Regions from separate parts of the Mus musculus genome. Here region 1 is linked to region 2. The links are chromatin contacts, called in public ChIA-PET maps. All regions are on one chromosome and are shown on one strand. Each heading gives the region's core, a stretch centred on a gene start, on an enhancer-like site or on the middle of the called end of the contact. The rest is flanking DNA. Distances are from core to core; before and after follow the strand shown.

Region 1 (3,058 bases), core at 401-2,900, 500 kb after region 2:
TACAGTTTTATAAACTAGCCATTTGAGACTGCCATCTGTTCTGACTAATGTACAAGTTATACAAGTGTTTCTCTGTTGCACCTTCACCCTCTCCTCCTCTCCCCTCCCCTCCCCTCCTCCCCCTCTTCCTCGTTCCCCTTCTCTCCTCTCCTTCCCCTCCTATGGGGGACAGTCATGGAGAATGGTTCTTTTCCTCAAAGTGTCTTGAGTCATAGTTATTATCATTATAATTATTATTTTCAAGACAGGGTTTCTGTGTGGTCCCTGCTGTGTTCGAAACCTTTTCTGTAGACCAGGCTGGTTTGGAACTCAGAGATCCACCTCTACTGCCTCCTGAGTGCCAGGATCAGAGGTGTGCTCGATTCTTCCCAGCTTTGAGTCATATTTAAAAGACTCTGTTTTCCCTAGTGACTAAGTAGCAGGTATGTTCATCCACAAATGTAAGCACTAAAAATAACATGTTTACCATAGTTTTCATCCAATTTAGTTCTAATTTGCATATTCATTCTCTCCCCTCCCCCGGTAAAACGGAGGTATGTTTGGGATTTATTCTCTCAAACACACCCTCCCATTCTATGACTGAACAATGGAAAGCATTTCTGGTTTCAGGGCTCAGTGATGGGGATCCAGCTGGCCAGGGGGTTCCTTTGGGTGTGGATGAGGATCTACATCATAAGTGCACTACACACATATGGGCACACACATGGGCACACACATGCACACATACTCATGTACACACGTACACATATTCCTACATATGTGCGCACAGCACATTCATGCACATACATGCACGTATACACACGTGTACACATGTACACACATGTATGCACAAATGCATACACATACATAGTGCTGCTGGAACTGTAACCTGACCTGGTGTCTTCAGAATACAGTATCAGAGTGTAACAAGGTTGAACAGTTTGTAATGCCTGCACTTCTCTGACTCTGTGTTATACACTTTCCCAAAGTTCATTACACACACACACACACACACACACACACACACACACTTTGCACATTTAGTTTATGTCTTCAATTCTTATGATTCCTAAAAGTTCAACTCTATCGAAACTCAAAAGCCATTGAAAGATGCGTTGCTGTGGTCCTTTTTCTGGTTTTCAGTAACAGGCCCCACCCAGTCTTCTGACTGAGGCAGGAGAAACAAAACAGGAAACAGCACTGTGTGTGGAGGAGACAACCACGCTCAGGTTTAAAGAATATTCTCGGGCCCACGGACATGTTAATCAGCGGCAGTCAATATGAAATTGGGACAGATCTAATAGCATCGAAACAGTCGTGCATCTGGGTTCGCGAACGCGAAAAGGAGGCTCGCATAAATACAGTCACCACATTGGAATTTCTCAGTTACACACCATGTAAAGGGCGGGACTTCCTTTATTAAGGATATGACCTCTAAAAGTTAAAAACAGGGACTCCCCCTTTTTTCTCTCAACATAGTTTAACCCGGAGGCTCTGGGTCTAGTTATGTACAAAGTGTCACATTTAGAACATAAAAGAATAATTTTTCGAGCGGATTTGCAAGAGCTGCACATACAATTTTCTACCGCTAGATGGCTCTGAACCTCACAGTGGCGCAGTAATGATATTTGTGCCTATTTATAGATACAGATCGCAGACCCTTCTGTTAGTTTCATAATCCTCTTACGTAATGCTGGCTTACCAGGGACGGTTAATTACCACTCTGGAGATGGGCAGAAGGACCCTTAGGACACGATGTCCCTAGCACTGGACTGGAAGTTCTTAAAGGGTCTGTCCTTGGGTGACCAAGCAGAACTCCAAAACTCTGGAATTTGTCCCCAGAGAAACCGGAGAGGCCAGAGAGGCCAGGTGAAGGATAAAAACAAAGAGCAGCTGCCTGAAGCACGTGACCAGCTGGATGCTGGTGGCTGAGGCCAAGTCAGCCTGTTCTTGGGTCTGGAACCGGCAGAGAGCTAATGCTCTAAGAAGCTTTCTCCTAGCAGCCGCACCTGCCCACAGCCCTCTTCAGAGGCCTGTTCTAGTCACATCTGCCCACCCCTAGGGACTCAAGGACCAGCAAAGCCATGCTAGTGTTCCTGACCAGAGAGCTGCACCAGTCTGCTTCCTATGGGCATTTTCCTAAGGGCACCAACTATTCTTTGTCTGTGAGGCCCACATAGAACTATGGCCAACAGTTTGCACACAGTAGGTACATATTCAGTGTCTGGTGGAAACAAGGGGTTTGACAGGAAGGGTCAGAAAGGCTGATGAAGTAATTGCTTATAAGTTTCTGAATCTTTTTTTTTTTAAATTTATTTACATTTCAAGTGTTATCCCTTTACCCAGTTTTCCTCCCCTTCCAGAAAACCCCTATTTCATACCCTCTCCCCCTGCTTCTATGAGGGTGTTCCTCTCTCCACCCACCCACCCACTCCCGCCTCCCCGCCCTCAATTCCCCTACACTGAGGCATCTATTAAGTTTTCAGAGAACCAAGGACCTCCCCTCCCATTGATGCATGACAAGGCCATCCTCTGCTATATATGCCGCAGGAGCCATGTGTACTCCTTTGTTGGTGGCTTAGTCCCTGAGAGCTCTGGGGAGTCTGGTTGGTTGATATTGTTGTTCTTCCTATGGGGTTGCAAACCCCTTCAACTCCTTCAGTTCTTTCTCTAACTCCTCCACTGGGGACCCCCCCCCCCCCCGCACTCAGTGCTAAGGTTGGCTTCGAGCATCTGCCTCTGTATTTGTCAGGCTCTGGCAGAGCCTCTCAGGACACAGCTGTATCAGGCTCCTGTCAGCAAGCATTTCTTAGCATCCACAATAGTGTCGGAGTTGGTGACTGTATCTGGGATAGATCCCCAGGTGTGGCAGTCACTGGATGGCCTTTCCTTCAGTCTCTGCTCCTCACTTTCTCTCCATATTTGCTCCCGTGAGTGTTTTGTTCCTCTTTCTAAGAAGGACCAAAGGACCCACACTTAGGTCTTCCTTCTTCTTGATCTTCATGTGGTCTGTGAATTGTATCTTGAGTATTTGGAGCTTTTGGGCTAATATCCACTTATCAGTGAGTGCATACCACGT
Region 2 (3,042 bases), core at 216-2,715:
GCATGCATTTTCAAAGAGCCTTCTTATTTAGTTTTCAGAAATAATCTTTGCATTCTGAGGAGTTCCATAGCTCTTTTTAACAGATAATTGGGATTATAAATCAAACTTTGGAAGGGAAGCCAGGAGTCATGTCTCACACTTGTAATCCCAGCAATTTGGAGATGGAGGCAGTGGGATTAGGAGCTGAAGGTTATCCTAAGCTTCAGAGTTTGAGGCCAGCATGGGCTCCATTAAATTCTGACTCAGAAAAACCAAACCAGACATTTTAAACTAGGGAAACCTTTTTACCTGTGAAGATATTGTTTATAGTATTTAATTTTTTAAGGAACTTAAACCATGTGTGTGTATGTGTGTGCCACATGTTTGTGCATGAGTATGCATGTGTGTGTCACATGTGTGTGCATGTGTAGCACATGTGAATGCCTGAAGATCTGGGGTTATGGGTGGTTGTGAGTTGCCTTCCGTGGGTGCTGGAATCAGGCCCAGGTCCTAACAGCTAAGCCATCTCTCCAGTCCAAGATCTGAAAACAATGTGTTTGTGTATGTGTGTGTCTGTGTATGGATGTCTAGTACCTAAGGAGGCCAGAAGAAGGTATCAGACCCCCTGGAGCTGGGGTAACAGGCGGTTGTGAAGCCTTCCTATGTGGGTGCTAAGAACTCTGGTCCTCTACAAGAACAGCAGTGGGTTTAGCCGCTGACTGACTCTCCAGTCTGAAGATAAACTTTTTTGTATCTCTGGAGAGGCAGTGTTTTCCAGAGGTTGTTTGCGCAATCACTCTTGGGAAGTTTGGGGGTATGCATGAGGCTCTGGGCCCCTCGTTCCTCAGCTTCTCCACATTTTAGTTTGCAGGCTCCATGTGAGATAAAGAAGCTATCATGCCTAAGCAAAACTGGGAGAAACAATGTTTTAAAAAGTGGAGATTTTTGCATAATTGTTTATCAGCCAAAAGAAAACAAACAAATAACAACAAGAAACACCCCAAACCACATCATACTTCTGTTGTCAGAAGAACTCTTGAAGTTGTTGGAAACATGGGCGCTCACAAGTGCACGCACACACACGTACGGACACACACACACACACACGTACGGACACACACGTACGGACACACACACGTACGGACACACACACACACACACACACACGTACGGACACACACACACACACACACGTACGGACACACACACACACACACACACGTACGGACACACACGTACGGACACACACACACACACGTACGGACACACACGTACGGACACACACACACACACACACACACACACACACACACACACACGTACGGACACACACACGCGTACGGACACACACACGTACGGACACACACACACACACACACACACACACACACACACGTACGGACAGCTTCCTATTTAGAGTATCTAGAGAGGCTAAAGTTGCCTAGTCATTCTCCGCCTCTGTGTGTTTTTGCCAACTTCTGACAGACTTGCCCACAGGAAACGCCTGAGGGTCACAGCCGGCTTCCTGGTGAGCTCTTTGATGCCCAACACCTGTCTGTGGTTGTGGTTGGAGACTGTTTTCTTCAATGGCATTTCCATTCGCAGGCTCACACTCATTTTCAAGATGTAGTCAAAGAATGAAAACCCTAACCCTTCATTTCCTATGTTAGGAAGTACTAAGAGTTTTGTGTCCCATTTTGTCAATTTAGATTCCAAGCTTGGGCCATCTTGATTGGCCCTGTGGTATCTTGAGCAATGAAAGCAGCCTGGGATGGAGGTGATGCAGGTGTGGCGGGGAACACCTCCACACTCTCTGGCCTCGCAGATAAAATTTATATGTAGTGATACTGAAAGTGCAAGATGAAAACTCATGACTCATAAACAGTTGTATGCTTAGTCCCAGGTTCTCTTCTGGTTTGTTGCTGATACCCTTTTTATAATCAATAGAAATGAACCATAGATAGTGTTAGAAAGTTGATAAAAAAAACCATGCAAGTTCTTGTGGTTTAGTAGTAAGGCACCTTGTTAAATATATGGATACGATTAAGAATGTGTGTGTATGTGTGTGGGCTGGAGAGATGGCTCAGTGGATAAGAGCACTGACTGCTCTTCCAAAGGTCCTGAGTTCAAATCCCAGCAACCACGTGATGGCTCACAACCACCCACAATGAGATCTGATGCCCTCTTTTGGTGTGTCTAAAGACAGCTACAGTGTACTTACATATAACAATAAATAAATCTTTAAAAAAAAAAAGAATGTGTGTGTGTTATGTGTGTGTCTGTGTCTCTGTGCGTGTGTTGTGTATGTGTGTGTTGCGTGTGTGTCTGTGTCTCTGTGTGTGTTATGTGTGTGTGTCTGTGTGTGTAGGCCAGCGCTCAGCATCTTCCACAGCCACTCCCCATTTTATTGTTTAAGACTAAGACATTCACTGACCTCGGAACTGCCAGCTTAAGGACCCCCTCAGACTGGCCAGTGAGCCCCAGCAAATCTGTCTCCACCTCTTAAGCTCGGCATAGCAGGCAGATATGTGTGCTTGCTTTTATGTGGTGCAGGGAGCCTCAGGTCCATTTCCTTAGCTGTGAGACTTTTATTTCTAAACTCACACCTCATTGTGGCCCGAAGACAGTAGAATGCTTTCTAGTCGGTGGGTTCAAGGACAATATGATAGCTGTTTAACTTTGGGTTTGTCTTTCTGATAGATTGCCAGGACCCCAGGGTGAAATATCAGGTGTGATGCATAGGGGTCCAGCACTGCAGTCTGCATTGCTAAATACAAATTAACGGATCCTTCTCAGGTAAATGACGCGTACTGTCTTGTCCTCTTAGGGCTCTGGAACTTCATCCGTTCTCAGTGAAGCCTCTTCTGCGGCGAGCAATGGCCTATGAGACCTTAGAGCAATACAGGAACGCATATGTGGACTATAAAACAGTGCTGCAGATAGATTGTGGGATCCAGCTGGCGAGCGACAGTGCTAACAGGTAAGCTAGTCTGAGGTCACCCTCTGGGGGCCTCTGTTATAGAAGGATCACGCTACCTACCCCGTGTCCTGGGTGAAAACTCA

Evidence for each region. ChIA-PET counts read pairs in DNA pulled down with a chosen protein or histone mark.
Region 1: a contact with region 2 is called in an RNA polymerase II ChIA-PET map of memory CD8 T cells, with 44 read pairs. The contact joins two enhancer-like sites. A contact is called at or near these places in 3 of 115 datasets of contacts at active chromatin or transcription factors (embryonic midbrain, memory CD8 T cells and stem cell-derived neural progenitor cells) and 1 of 9 other capture datasets (adipose tissue).

What each region holds. Positions count from the first base shown.
Region 1 is chr15:36,714,676-36,717,733 of GRCm38.p6, forward strand. No RefSeq gene overlaps it. Among named protein-coding and RNA genes, the nearest start is that of Gm41296, 6.6 kb to the left of the region's middle. Within about 2 kb of position 1,651, at least 343 of the 459 cell types and tissues checked have an H3K27ac peak or open chromatin away from gene starts, as enhancers often do. A contact at or near this core is called in memory CD8 T cells, where this site is marked.
Region 2 is chr15:36,213,361-36,216,402 of GRCm38.p6, forward strand. It overlaps Spag1 (sperm associated antigen 1), which reads left to right. Exons shown (of 20, transcript NM_001359982.1): 14 at 2,807-2,959. Among named protein-coding and RNA genes, the nearest start is that of Gm41293, 3.8 kb to the left of the region's middle. Within about 2 kb of position 1,466, at least 84 of the 459 cell types and tissues checked have an H3K27ac peak or open chromatin away from gene starts, as enhancers often do. A contact at or near this core is called in memory CD8 T cells, where this site is marked.